Regions from separate parts of the Mus musculus genome. Here regions 1 and 2 are each linked to region 3. The links are chromatin contacts, called in public HiChIP or PLAC-seq and promoter capture Hi-C maps. All regions are on one chromosome and are shown on one strand. The core of a region is the stretch at or near the end of the contact, and the rest is flanking DNA. Distances in the headings are between cores, read along the strand shown. Region 1 has its middle 23 kb from the start of Gm32908. Region 2 holds the start of Csf3r (colony stimulating factor 3 receptor (granulocyte)). Region 3 holds the start of Meaf6 (MYST/Esa1-associated factor 6).

Evidence for each region. Promoter capture Hi-C pulls out the DNA fragments that hold promoters and counts their contacts. HiChIP or PLAC-seq counts read pairs in DNA pulled down with a chosen protein or histone mark.
Region 1: a promoter capture Hi-C map of embryonic stem cells shows a contact between it and region 3, with 6 times the contacts expected there. The contact joins the enhancer-like site here to the promoter of Meaf6 in region 3. A contact is called at or near these places in 7 of 39 promoter capture datasets (the SN4741 cell line, cranial neural crest, embryonic stem cells and 3 more), 2 of 15 datasets of contacts at CTCF or cohesin (the NIH/3T3 cell line and large pre-B cells), 6 of 115 datasets of contacts at active chromatin or transcription factors (bone marrow-derived macrophages, embryonic basal ganglia, embryonic stem cells and 3 more) and 1 of 9 other capture datasets (embryonic stem cells).
Region 2: a contact with region 3 is called in an H3K4me3 HiChIP or PLAC-seq map of bone marrow-derived macrophages, with 7 times the contacts expected there. The contact joins the promoter of Csf3r here to the promoter of Meaf6 in region 3. A contact is called at or near these places in 6 of 39 promoter capture datasets (the HPC-7 cell line, cranial neural crest, liver and 2 more), 1 of 15 datasets of contacts at CTCF or cohesin (large pre-B cells), 7 of 115 datasets of contacts at active chromatin or transcription factors (bone marrow-derived macrophages, embryonic basal ganglia, embryonic hindbrain and 4 more) and 1 of 9 other capture datasets (adipose tissue).

The regions. Positions count from the first base shown.
Region 1 is chr4:125,999,824-126,004,375 of GRCm38.p6, reverse strand. No RefSeq gene overlaps it. Among named protein-coding and RNA genes, the nearest start is that of Gm32908, 23 kb to the left of the region's middle. Within about 2 kb of position 2,480, at least 13 of the 459 cell types and tissues checked have an H3K27ac peak or open chromatin away from gene starts, as enhancers often do. A contact at or near this core is called in embryonic stem cells, where this site is marked.
Region 2 is chr4:126,021,881-126,026,714 of GRCm38.p6, reverse strand. It overlaps Csf3r (colony stimulating factor 3 receptor (granulocyte)), which reads right to left and starts at 2,056. Exons shown (of 17, transcript NM_007782.3): 1 at 1,920-2,056; 2 at 536-634. Gm32908 (a long non-coding RNA gene) reads left to right here and starts at 2,061. Exons shown (of 4, transcript XR_003955278.1): 1 at 2,061-2,460.
Region 3 is chr4:125,083,579-125,087,889 of GRCm38.p6, reverse strand. It overlaps Meaf6 (MYST/Esa1-associated factor 6), which reads right to left and starts at 2,729. Exons shown (of 8, transcript NM_001374123.1): 1 at 2,624-2,729; 2 at 1,630-1,745. The coding sequence starts at 2,713.

The DNA.
Region 1 (4,552 bases), core at 1,231-3,730, 920 kb before region 3:
CTTTATTAAGTCACCCATGCAAATAAGTTCCTGGAAGTATCTGTCACTTCGGAGGAACTAATTAGCTTCCCCTTTCTGGTAGTAAGAAATCTGGGAAATTCACTGTTTTCCTTTTCATCCTGCCTTCCAGCAAGCTCAAAGCCGAATGTCCAACCCTACAGTATCTACAGGGAACACTTAGGAGTGTCATTTTTTCTCTTCAGTATCATGAATCTGCTGACAGAATTAATCTGTCTTGTGGTCAAGCCATCTCATGGCCTTTGTGGGGGTTGGGGGGAGGGCGGGAGTTAAATGATTGCAAGTTCTAAATCTGTAACAACTTTGTGGTCCATGGAAGCCACAAGGGGTGCTGCGGCGAGCATCCTCAGCCCAAACCCAGCTTTGCTGTCACTGCCTCAGGGCTCCTGAGCAAGGGTATAGTGATGTCCCTACTGGGGAGCTGACGGGTTAAGACCCTGGTCCCAGCTGTGGGCCCCCCTTAGTACATATGTAAATTAAGTTCACAGGAACTTGAAGGAGGGCAGAGATGGAGAAGGCTTCTGTGCGGAGTGACCTAAAAGCACCGCTTTGGGGACAGGGAGGCAGGGAGTCAATCAGAAATGTGTTACAGGAAGGAGAAAGGAGTCCATAGCTCTTGGCACGGGGCATACAGAGGGGAGGGAGAGCTGGAACTCTGAAGGAGATGCCCTCACTGGGGCTCCTGGCTGGGGCTCACGGGATGGCAGTTGGAATGAGCAGAGATTTGAGTGCTGGCCGTTCCCAGTGCTTTGTAATGGCTCTGTACTGTTGCCAGTTCTCAAGAGCCTAAGTACAGAAGTGGATGCTCACAGTCAGCTATTGGATGGATCACAGGGCCCCCAATGGAGGAGCTAGAGAAAGCACCCAAGGAGGTGAAGGGATCTGCAACCCTATAGGTGGAACAACAATATTAACTAACCAGTACTCCCCGGAGCTCGTGTCTCTAGCTGCATATATATTAGAAGATGGCCTAGTCAGCCATCAGTGGAAAGAGAGGCCCATTGGTCGTGCAAACTTTATATGCCTCAGTACAGGGAAATGCCAGGGCCAAGAAGTGGGAGTGTGTGGGTAGGGGAGTGGGTGGGGGAGCGTGTGGGGGACTTTTGGGATAGCCTTGGAAATGTAAATGAAATAAATACCCAATTAAAAAAAAAAGAGCCTAAGTAAGGACAGATGAGGGTCCAGGAGACCAGCTGACTGCTGCTCAGGCTAGTGGGCCCATGCAAGGCTTGCTTGGAGAAGTGAAGCAGGCCACTGGGTGTCCCTGTGGATGGGGCCCAGGTACTGAGGAAGCAGACAATTTCAACAGGTGACATGTGGGGAACAAAATAATAGGAGTCCTCACTGGGCACTGGGTGAGGCTGTGTGTTCCCAGAAGGGACATGGACAGATGAAAAAAAGAGTTATGTGTAAGAGTGGACCTGAGTGAAGAGGGTCTTGTGATGTGGGGTGGGGTGGGGTGTGTGAGCTGGGCATGTAACACAGGAGAATTAGAGACCCTAAGCTTACTGAGGAAACTGTAGGTCCAGAAAAGAAAAGCACCCAGCCATTTTGCTGCAGAAAAAAAACAACAATTGTCACTTGTCATTAATCCCAGCATTTGGGAGGCAGAGGCAGGCTGTTCTGTATGAATTCAAGGCCAGCCTGATCTACATAGTGAGTTCCAGGCCAGGCAGGGCTAAGGAGTAAGACTTCATCTCTAAAAGAAGAAAGAAAACATCATCTCTAGTCCCTGAGAGGTTCCGGCAGCCTCCAGAAAATCCTGGGAGAGCGGCTGCCAGACCCATGCCTTGGTGGCCTCCACACTCCAGGCAGAGTTCCAGCCCCTTCTCTGCACTCCAAGTGACACTTCCCAAAAGGAAGATGTCCTTAGGAACAGGGACATCCTTTCTGAACAAGGTTGAGAACTCAAGGACCGTCAAGGAAATCAGTTAGGTTGGATCTCCGAACTAAAAATCTCCTTCATGATGAAAGGCACCACTGAGGGAGTCAAGGGACAAGCATTGGAAGGGACAGGTAGACAAGAGCGCCTGGTCCCCGCTCAGGGGTTCTGGGCCTCAGTTGGGGGGGATAAGGGAGGATCTGTATCAGTCCACCTTTAATGATCTTGTCTGGTCTGGATGGCAGAAAGTTGGAGGAGTGATGTCTCTGATGTGTGTCTTCACCAGCCCCTCTGAAAGAACGGTGCAACTTTATGAGTGACATTTTATAGGGGTGTCATCGTTGCGGGCGGTTTGTTGTTTGTTTTTCCTGGCATGCCATGAGACAGAGTCCTGGGCTGGTTTATGAAGCCAACAGCCCAATGCACTTCTCATAAAGTCACATGAGTCACTTGGGTACTGCCCTGCCAGCCACCAGCTGTGCTAGTGAGAGACAGGGGAACTGTCCCCACCCTCTCCTAGCCCAAGCCATTGGTGGTGCTTCCAGGCTTCTGTGCCCAGAGGGGAACCTGATGGAGGCAAAAACAGATGGGATAGCTGTGGGTGGGGTTGGTTCTGCCTGGAGGGTGGGGGTGGGGTGGCAGTGGGTGTGGGGGCAGGGATGCTGAGGTGAGGTGTGGCAAGGTCTACAAGCTCCTGGGTAGGGCCAGGCTAACAGGCATCTAGCCCCTCCCTGTCAAATACCATAACAGAAAGGATGATAAAAAAGTAGTGACCAGGCAGGGAGAAGGAGGCTGCCACACAATCCCCTCTCGGGAAAGGCTTATTGTAGAATGGGCCTCGAGGCCTTGATCGACCCTCTCCACGGAGGAAGAGCATCAGACAGAAAGTGGTGCAGTGTGTGAGGTGCAAACACACTGGGGTCTCAAAGGGAAGGAGAGGCTTTCCATTGTAACGTGGAGAAAAGCTCTGCAACTGTCTGTAAATAGATTGGACCCAGTGCCCTCTTCTGGCCTCTGTGGGCCCTGCACACATGTGGCATTCACACGGGCAGACACATACATATAAGTAAAAAGAGTACGAATACATCTAAAAAAGAAGTGAGAAAGAGAGGGCGAGGGGAAGAGACCCCCCCCTGTGAGATGGATGATGGGGGGTGGGGGGAACCTGAGACGCCTCTCGGGACAAAGTGTGGGACTTTCGTGAGTTCTTAGGGCTCGCATAAAATTTCACATCAAGTTTTTTTTGTTTGCTCCCCCCCCCCCACTCAAGACAGGGGGTTTCTTTGTGTAACCTGGGCAGTCCTGGAACTAGCTCTGTAGACCAGGCTGGCCTCAACCTCAGAAATCCCCGGCCTCTGCCTCCCAATTGCTGGGAACCTGTTATTTAGTCAACATAGCCAAGGACAGAACAAAGATCGTGGAAGAGCTAGCTAGCTACAGCATGGTTTCTTCTTAACTATGCTCCAGAGGTTGCAGGGTGTGTGCCCGAGCCCTTCAGGCTACAGGATTTGGCTTAAATAGGGGCAGGCTGGTGTTTAACACCCCCCCCCCCCGCCACACACATACACACTGGACTGGCTGTGTGGTGACAGTGCACAGATGGCACCAGAAGATGGCCTCTGAATCTCCACACACAGCCACCCTGCCAATGGCTGAGTCATGAGTATAAGGTGGAAGAGAACAGCTGGAGGGAGGGTCCCCTGGGGAGGCTGATTACTAAAGAAACGGGACCTTTACATATGGGTTCCACTCAGATAGGACCAGAACCGCAGTGGTTAGAGTCTCAGTGGTTTCATTTACAGAAGGCAGCCTGGGGGTATAGTTAGTTTAGACCAGTGGGTCTCAACCTTCCTAATGTTATTACTCACTCTTTAATTAAGCTCCTCATGGTTGGGGTGACCTCCCCACCATAAAATTATTTTGTTGCTACTTCATAACTGTACATTTTCTACTGTTCTGAATCACAATGTAAATATCTGGTGGTCAGGATATCTGATATGTGACCCCTGTGCGGGTAGAGACCCACAGGTTGAGAACCGCTGTTTTAGACTTATATGCTGTTATTTTGGGGCATTCCTATTTGTCAAAAGAAGCCCGGAATGCTGGGTGTGGTGCTGGAAGCTTGTAGTCCCAGCTCCCAGGACGAGAGGCAGCGAGCTCAGAAGTTTAAGGCTGTCCGCAGCTACGCAGTGAGTAAATTGGAGGTCAGCATGGGCCACAGGAAACTGAAGAAAAAAAAAAACTAAAAAAAAAAAAGCAGTGGTTCAGGAATGAGGCCGTGGCCACTGATCTGCTGGGCTTGTCTCAGGGCCTCTGCAATGGCCCCCAGGGTGAATGGGCCTCTTTAGTGGGAGGGTATTTGTGGGGTGGAGGTGGGTTACCTGGTCCTTACCGACCAGCAGGGAGGAACAGCAGCTGGGTTGTTTCATTTTCATTTCTGTCGCTGTGATTAAACGACTTAACAAAAAGCAACTTCTGGGAGGAAGGGTTTATTTCAGCCTGGCATTCCATGATACAGTGTGCTATCCCTGGAGAGTTCTAAAGAGCTAGTCACAGCTTATCACAGCTCAAGCCAGAGAGAGGTTACAAGGTACATACGTGCCTGCTGGCTGTGGTCCACTTGATAATGCCACTCTTTCTCACCTCAGGATT
Region 2 (4,834 bases), core at 807-3,306, 940 kb before region 3:
AGTTTCTGTCTCAAATTCCTGCCCTGACTTTCTTCAGTGATGGACTGTTGCCTGGAAGTGTATGGTGAAATAACCCTTTTTCCAAGTTGCTTTTGGCTAGGGTGTTCTATCCTAGCAATGGAAACCTCAGACAATAACCTCACATCAACATACCAGTTTGATCATCTCCTGCATCCACATGCACACACACATGTACATATGTACACACTGAGTGGGAAAGACTTAGCCCCCAGGGCTCAGGATGCTGGTTCTCCACTCATTTGTGGTTGTAGTAGGCCTAGTTCATACCTGGTACCACTGTATCCTTCCCACAGGCTTATGTCAAGAGCAGAAAACAGAACAGAGGAGACCAGGCCTCCTCTCTAGATTGCATGGGGCTGGCATGTTTAACATCAGAACAGTTTCCTATGGAAGCCTTGAGGGTGGCCCCAGTTGAGTAGGAGCTTGGGCCTGCTGGAGCCTATGTCTCATTGTCTAGGGAAGAAGTGTACAAAGAGGCTGGGAGCCCAGTTCTGACTCTGGTTCCAACACTCACCTGCCTGGTGAACTTGGATGAGTTACTTCACCATTCTGAGTCTCAGTTTCTCCATTTAGGAAAAAGGGGCTTAACAATACCACTCATGTCTCAGCAATGCTATAACGATGAAGCGAGACAGTTAAGATGAAAGCTCTTGGCACAGTGCCCAAGGAACAAGCTCTCAGAAGCAGTGGGCTATCTGTATGAGCCCTAAAAGCAGGAAATCAGCCAAAGGAACCAATAGCCTCCTGGCATAGCCACCAGGTCTACTTCTAGCTCCAAGCCTCTCAGGCTCTTCCCACCACTCTGGCCATGTGCTGGGCTCTGCAGCTGCTCGCTGTGTCCACTGTGCCCACGGACACAGCTGATGCCGTAAGTCAGGCTGCTACAGCATCCTCTCTACCTTTTCCTTTTGCTCATTGTTGCCAACCTTCCCTCTGGGCTCCCTTCTCCTGTCCTATTCTTTTGAAATTCTGTCTGTGGGAAGACGGGGACGAAGAGGATGTTGAGAATAAACTATGGGAGCGAGATCCCCAGGTGTGGCAGAGATAAAGGATCAATGCATCATAGATGGGTGAATAGACAAGCTGGGGAAAAGAGATACATAGAGAATAGACAGAGGTAGAGCCTAGCCCAGTGGCAGGGGGTTGAGACCAGTTATTCTGGAAGTGGGGGCAAGTGTGTTACAAGATCAAGGCCAGCCTGTGCTATAGAAGACATTCAAATCTCATTTTGGCAACTTAGCGAAACCTATCTCAAAAATATAAAGCAACCAGGGCTGGGGATAGAGCTTAGTTGGTTGAACACTTGTCTAGCAGGCACAAAGACCAAGGCTTGATCCCCAGTACCACATTAAGTATCAGGCATGGTGGTGGAGGCCTACAGACCAGCATTTGTGATACAGGAGGATCAGAAGAAGTTCAAGGTTCTTATCTGCCGACAAGATGATAAACCTTGTCTGCATGAGAGCTGCATACAACATCATCATCAACAACAACGATGAGCAGGCTGGAGCGATGCAGAGAGAAGTGGAGAGGCCGACAGAGAAAGCTATCTCAGGCAAGTCTTGCATCAACTGTTTAAAGTTAAGAGGCTAAGGGAACCGGGAGAGGAAACAGAGGCCCAGAGACTCTGAGACAGCTGTTCTTGCTGAGAAGAAGCAGGCCAAATGGCTGAAAGCAGGGAGTAAGCCTGTCTGAAGGATAGGGACTCTGGGTGGGATTCTTCATACCTGAGCTCAGCTCCTGTTCCCAGAGATCCAGCTGTCTGACCTCCCTGATGCTATACACACAGAGAGACTCCCATTTCCCCAAGGATCCTGTCTTGGGCCCCCTGATGTGGCCCTAGCAGGGTTGGGGAATGGTCTGAGGTCTCCAGGGCTCCCCGCCCTCCCCCTACTTACACTGGGGCTAGGGCGCTGTGCCCAGCCCCCACGCTTGTGCTCTCTCTTCTCTCTCGTCTCCTCTCCTCTTGGGGCAAGTTCCCGAAACTTCTCTTTCTAGCCCCGTCGTTAATGACAGGCGGGGGGTGGGGGGGACCCAGAATTGCGACACCTTCCTGGCTTCCCTGCTGCGTTTGGCTGAGCCTTCACCCTTGGGGTGGGGGACATAGACAGCCCCTTCCTCTCAGGAAGGAGGTTGAGGGAAACTGGTGAGCTAGGGACCTTCCTGCCTCAGGGGTCTTAGAGGGCTGGGCATTGTAGCAACCTGGCCCGTGGCCACCCTCCCTTCTCTCCGGATTTCCTGAGCTCCTCGCTTTGAGGCTCAGCAGAGCACCCGAGACAAGACAGGGCCAAGGGAGGGCTGGGGTCTTCAAGTGTTTATTTCAAAACGAAGCAGGACAAAATAGCGTGGAAAATTAATGAGGGCTGGGGTGGAGGAGACTCTCTTCTCACTGAGTCTGGCTGAAGCCTCTGCCCGGGAAGAATCAAGATTCCAGGACAGGTAACGTTTACTTCAGGTTTTCTTCCCTTGTTAGCTGAAAACCTGCCATTTTCCAGGACTCTCAATAGACCCTCCCACCCCTGGCCTCCCTAGTCCATGGTCCCTGCCCTCACCGCTTTGTACAATCCTAGGGGTTCCTGGTTTTATCTTCTCAGGTTGTAACCCCTTTCAAAAGGCCCACCCTGTAAGTTCATCTATCACAAAAGAGAGGGGAAAAATTGTTCTAAGTTTGAAAATCATCAAAATAGTATATATTGGTATATTAGTCAGGGTTCTCTAGAGCAGCGGTTCTCAACCTTCCTAGTGCTATGACCCTGTAATGCAATTCCTCATGTTGTGGTGACCCCCCAACTGTAAAATTATTTTCCTTGCTAATTCATAACTGTAATTTTTTCCTGGTATGAATCATAATATATATCTGTGTTTTCTAATGATCTTAGGTGACCCCTGTTGAGAACCTCTGCTCTAGAGGAACAGAGTCCACTTAATGAGTGTATACGCGTGCACACGCACGCGCGTGCGCGCGCGCGCGCACACACACACATATATACGAACACATATACGCACACACATGAATTTATCAAATTAGCTTATGCAATACAGAGGAAGTAGGAGCACTGAGAACCCACCTGGGAAATCCTTTGGTGCCTTGGCACTCCCAAGGTGGTACTGAAGACCTGGAGGGTATCTGGTCCTCAGTCCATGTCGAAAGCTGATTTTGACTTGAGCAAAGGAATCAAGTGGGGTGGCAGCAGCAGGGTAGACTACTAGCAGCAGAGGGGAAGGTCAGGGAAAAAGGCTTCCTTCTTCCATGTCCTGCTTTTGATCTGGGCTGCCACCAGAAGGCGCCGCCCATCTCTGGGGTGGGTCTTCCCACATCCATTAAGGGAGTCAAGATAATTCCTCAACTGAGAATTGCTGCTTGGGCGATTCTAAATCGTGGCAAGTTGACATTTAAAATCAAGCACCAGGATCAATCCTTTGTCAATGGTACACAAACAGGTCACTTTAAAGACCATATAGCCTTCCACCCCTTTGCCCCAAATCTCACGGTTATATCCCAGTGTACTGGGTCTGCTTTTAAAAGTCCTTGAATGCTTAAAAAATTTTAACCCTTTGAAAGGCTCACAAGTCAGCCAGGTGTGGTGGTACACGCCTTTAGTCCCAGCCCTTGGGAGGCAGAGGCAGGTGGATCTCAAGAGTTCAAGGCCAGCCTGGTCTACAAAGTAGGTTCCAGGGCTATATAGAGAAACCCTGTCTCAAAACAACAACAACAACCTCAAATCTCTTTGTTTTTATTAGATATTTTCTTCATTTACATTTCAAATGTTATCCTAAAAGTCCCCTATACCCTCCCTCCCCCGCCCTGCTCCCCTACCTCAAATCTCTTAACTGTAAACTTCTATGAATATCAAAGGCAAATGAATACTTTTAACATATTATGGCACCGAGTACATAATTATCTGTTCTAGATAGCTTTCTGTTGCTGTAGTAAAAGATATGACCAAAAGCCTTTTGAGAGGGGAAAGGGTTTTCAGCTCACACTTCCAGGTCACGGTTCAGCTTTGAGAGAAGTTAGGGCAGGAACTCAAAGTAGGAGCAGAGGCAGGAACCATGGGGGAATGCTTACTGGGTTGCGCACTGGCTCGTGCTCAGTTAGCTTTCTTATATAATACGGTACCTCCTGCCCAAGGATTGAACTGTCTACATTTTGCTGGAAACTTCTACATCAATCAAGACGATCTGATTTGGGTAATTCATTAATTGAGGTTTCCTCGCTTTACTGTAGGTTGTGTTAAGTAGACACTAAGTAGTACAGCTAGAGACAGCTAAGTGAGCTGCTACTCCTACCCATTCTCTAAGGTGTGTCTCATTTCTTTCCCTAAATATCTTTCTTGTGTGTGTATCAGGGAGTCTGAGTGTGTGTGTGTGTTTTAGACAGGGTCTCTCTATGGAACTCACGATGTATGTAGACCGGGTTGGCCTCAAAGTAATAGGAAGTCTACCTGCCTCTGCCTCCCAAGTGCTAGGTTTAAAGACTGGTGCTACCATGCTTGGGCCCCTCTACTTTGTGTTTTGAGACAGTAGGGATTACAATGGTTCAGAGACATGGAATGTTCTCTACAGTTGGAGGGTTTTTTTATTGTTCATGCCCACGATTCTCTTGCAATTACCTACAGATACTTTTCTGAGGATTCAACTACTCACAGTTATATACAGTTCACCACCTGATAAAGGTTAGGTACCAGCACACGGATACCTGCACCATGTTAAGCCCATGACTCTTCCTTCACAATATACTCAGCATCCTGGGCACATGGATGTTCACAGGAAAATTCAGCATGGCTCCTCCTTGTCTGAGTATTGTTGCGAT
Region 3 (4,311 bases), core at 1,480-3,979:
AACTCTTCAATGGTTAGCAGGGAGAGAAAGCACGGGCAAACAGCAATGTAACCACAGAGGAGGAGCAGGGAGGAGACCCTGTGACGGCGGAATGGGTCTGCATCTTTATACACACACTAATCAGAGGGCAGCTTTCCACCAGTGGCCCTTGCTTTCTACCTTGTTGAGACAGAGGCAATCTGGTTATTTGGACAGCACTACATAGTTCAGGCTGTCCTGCAAACTTCCCAAGTGAGCGATTCTCCTGTCCCCAAATCCCACCACATATGCTAAAATTCCAGACGTGCATTTACACATGTGTGTTAAATGGCAGGGGTGGGGGTGGGGGTGGGGGATGGTCCAAAAGTTCAGTAGACAGAGTCTAATCCCCTGGGGCTCCGTTACAGGTAGCTGTAAGGCACCTAACAGTGATGCTGGGAGTCGAACTCCTGTCCTCTGCCAGAGCAGTGTGTGCTCTTAACTGCTGAGCCATCTCTCCTGTTGCCAGTTGTGCCTTTTAACACAGGTTCTGGGAACTGAGCTCCGGTCATCAGGCTTGTACACCAAGCGCCTTTACTCACCGAGCAATATCTCCTGGGCCTGGTTTCACATCCTGTAGTTATACACATACGTTAAAATGCCATACCCACCCCCACCCCCACCCCCACACAGCCAATCTTGATTTCCTGATTTTGATGATACTCTATAGTTACGTAAAACGTAACCATCAGAGAAAACTACGTAAGCACACACAAGCCATGTCTATTGTTTGTACAGCTTTCTATCGCCATCTGTAAATTATTTCCAAACAAAAGGTTCTTAAGCACACAGAGAAGTTTTCGTACTTCAGAGAGAGCATGCACCCACAGTGAGTTAGCAACTCATGAATACATGGGAAAAACACTAACTGGTCATGCACATTCTCATCTCAGTTTTCCTACAGATTTGAAAAATTCCTCACAAGCGTAGGCATTTTTATACAATCGCATGACTGAGCTGACAGTGGTAACAATGAACTTGGAGGTAGAACAAAGATCGTAATGGCACAGCGTGGCTGATGAAAATGTGGAAGACAGTTCGGTCACAGGCTGTACTTCACTTACACCCACACATCCCTGCACCATGGGCCCTATTTTCTTTCATCACAAATACTGGCTTCCCCAAGGTTTCTCCGTGAGCCGTCAGAGTACAAGTTCAAGCTTAGACCCCATTCCACACTACGGCTCTACCATCTCCTTGCAGAGTAAATGCCAAAAGCAAATGTCCCAAGCTGGACATGACAGTCCATACCTTTAAATCTATCAGTCAGAAGTCAGAGGGAGAAAGAGCTATGTGATCTGTGAATCCGAGGCCAGCCTGCTTTACTTAGTGAGTTCCAGGCTAACCAGGGCTACATAGTAAGACCATGTTTTAAATCAAAACAAAAATCCTGCAGCCAAATATTAGTAGAGGATAAAATGGAGAGATACTATTAGATTTTTTTTTCTTCCAGACAGGGTTTCTCTGTATAGCCCTGGCTGTCCTGGAACTTACTCTGTTGACCAGGCTGGCCTCGAACTCAGAAATCTACCTGCCTCTGCTTCCCAAGTGCTGGGATTAAAGGCGTGCACCACCAGTGCTCAGCTAATACTACTAGATTTTGACACTCACTTTTGATTGGTCAAATACCGATCCCAGCCACGGATAATATTGCCATACATCTGAGTGTCTTCCAGGTAGCTTCCTTCAAAAGCATATATCTGTCTCTCCAAGTTTGCAAGTGTTTCCTAGGTGATGAAAACAGGGACAGGGAAAAACAAGCATTAAGCAAACTGAAATTCCGTCACAGACTTGTAAAGTCAAGCTTACCCACAATGAACCATTTCTGTGGAAGTGTAGGGGTGATGGACCCCTTTATAAATAGAATGAAATGTATAGTCTATCCTCAGAAAATGCACACACATGCAAGATTTTGCATCTACTTCAGAGGCAAAACCTAGCTGTCACGAGCAGGGATGAGACAGACCGTGAGCTGTCTCCATTCTCACTCACTAAATGTGTTGCTACCAGCAGCGAGAAGGGTGAACAGCTTTTCAAAAGCATCTCTTCTACATCAACTGCTTCCTCCCTGCTAGCTCTGGAAGGGCCGCCCGCAGTGGATGCCGGTTGCTATGGAAACCTGGAAGGGCAGCTTCAGGTGAGCTTTGCCTCCCGGATGCTCGCCGTAAAAGGCGGGAGCCTACAGGGCAGTCAGCAGGGTGCCGGCGGCTCCTGGTGCGCGTCACCAATCCAAATTCCCTAGGCTGCGTCTTGGGTCTCCCGCCAGCCCCGTTCCTTGGCATCCTCAAATACACCACATTCCCCGGCCATTGAAACGCGCCGCCCATGGAATCCATCGTGCATCTTCTCCAGGCCGGGGTCTAGCCGCCTCCTTTCCAACCGCTAACCCGACCTGAGCGTCGTCCCCGCCTCCTGCCTCTCGCCCTTCCCGCGCCCTCACCGCCCCGCCCCGCCCCACTGAGCGCAGGCCGGGAACCGCGCCGCCGCAGGGAACCGCGCCGCGCCCGGCCGCCCAGAGCGCCCAGACCCTGGCTGCCCGCCGTCCTCGCCTCCGGAGCTGCCTGCGAGGCCAAGTGGGGACGGCGTCCAGGCCTCGGCCACTCACCGCCAGCTCCTGCTTCCGCTTAACCAGCTCGGCCAGCTCCCGCCGGGTGTCTGGGATCTGCGGCGGCGCCGTCTTGTTGTGCATCGCCATGTTGGGCTCAAGCGGCGGCGGAGGCGGCGGCGCGCGACCAGTAGGCGGACCCTGCGCACTGTCGCCGCTGGCCGCCAGGGGGCGCGACCCCCCACACCGCGCCTGCGCGCGCGGCTTCCGGGGAAGCTGGCCGGCTCAGCGCGCGAAAGCCGGCGCGGAGAGGCGCTTGTACGTGTGGGACCTTCCTTGCTGCTCCACTGTGGGCCTCTGAGCTTAACAGACACCCACAGACATTCACTACATCGAGAACCCAGCTGCAGCATAGGCCTGTTGAGTATTCCATATGTCTCCCGGCAGACGAGGTCCTTGCAACACCACCCAACTGCAGGTGGAAAACCTGAGCAAGGTTCCGCCCACCAACCGGGTTGCAGAGAAGATCCCCAAACCAACATCTTGCTGGGTTTAGCACAGGCAAGCAGATCTCCTGTTGTACGTGGTTTGCCGGAGGGGAAGGATTATGAAAGAATTAGCTTCTATCTTCAGATCCAGAACTGTATCCAGGCTGGTATTGAACAGAAACAGACCGTGAGTTTATCGTCCTGCCTCTGCCTTCCCACTGCTGGGATTCCATGTGTTGAGCATGCCCGCTGTTAATAGGTGCTGGGGATGGATCTCAGGACAGACGAAGCAAGCACTCTACAGGTACACCCTGAGCCCACCTCTGCATTCTCAGTGCTCAGCAACGTCACTCGTAGTTTAGGTGGCGTTCTTTGCCCCCATGGGTGGATGTCCTTGGGTTTCTATGCCCTAGATGTATATTGTTCAACAGGTATGAGAAATTCTCAATTTTCTAAAACTCCTCTTGCCTAATTTTCTCTCTCACAAACCTCTTCACTAATCTCTTGTTCCTCTCCAGTAGTACATGCCTATAATTCTAGCACCCAAGAGGCCGCGGTAAAAGAAGCAGGAAGGTCAAGGTACTACATAGTATTTGGGCCAGTAAGACTATATAAGACAGTTTCACCACCACCCCCCAAAAAAGAAAGTCAAGGCTGTAGATGAAACTCAGTTGGTAAAATATCTGCCTAAGCCCAAGCTTGCACAAATCCCTGAATTTGAGTCTAGCATCTCTTCCTTTCCTGCCAGCCTGGCCCACAGAAGAACCTCCCAGGGCCAGGCATGGTGGCACATGTCTTTATTCCCAGCACTCAGGGGACTCGAAGACAGACAGGACAGCTGTTTTGAGGGGGAAAAAATCAAGATGAGCCTCAACTACACAGAGAATTTGAGGCTAGCCTAGGCTCAAAAAAATAACAATCAGACCTTGGAAATTTTCTTTTTATGTCTATGAGTGTTTTGCCTGCATGTATGTCTCTGTACCATATGCATGCAATTCCCAAGAAGACCAGAAGACATCAGATCCTCCTGGGACTGGAGGAATAGTTGTAAGCTGCCATGTGGGTGCTGGAGATTGAACCAGGGTCCTGGGGGAGAGCTCTGATCCATCCTCTCTCCAGCTTTTCCCCCTGCCCCGTTTTAATGACTGAGTCCCAATTTGAGATGCCCATATATTTATAGGTGTGAGATCATCCAATGGAAAGTGATCAACCTACCAGGGCCCACACCTTAAAGCTGACTCTTCCCCCACAGGAGTCACC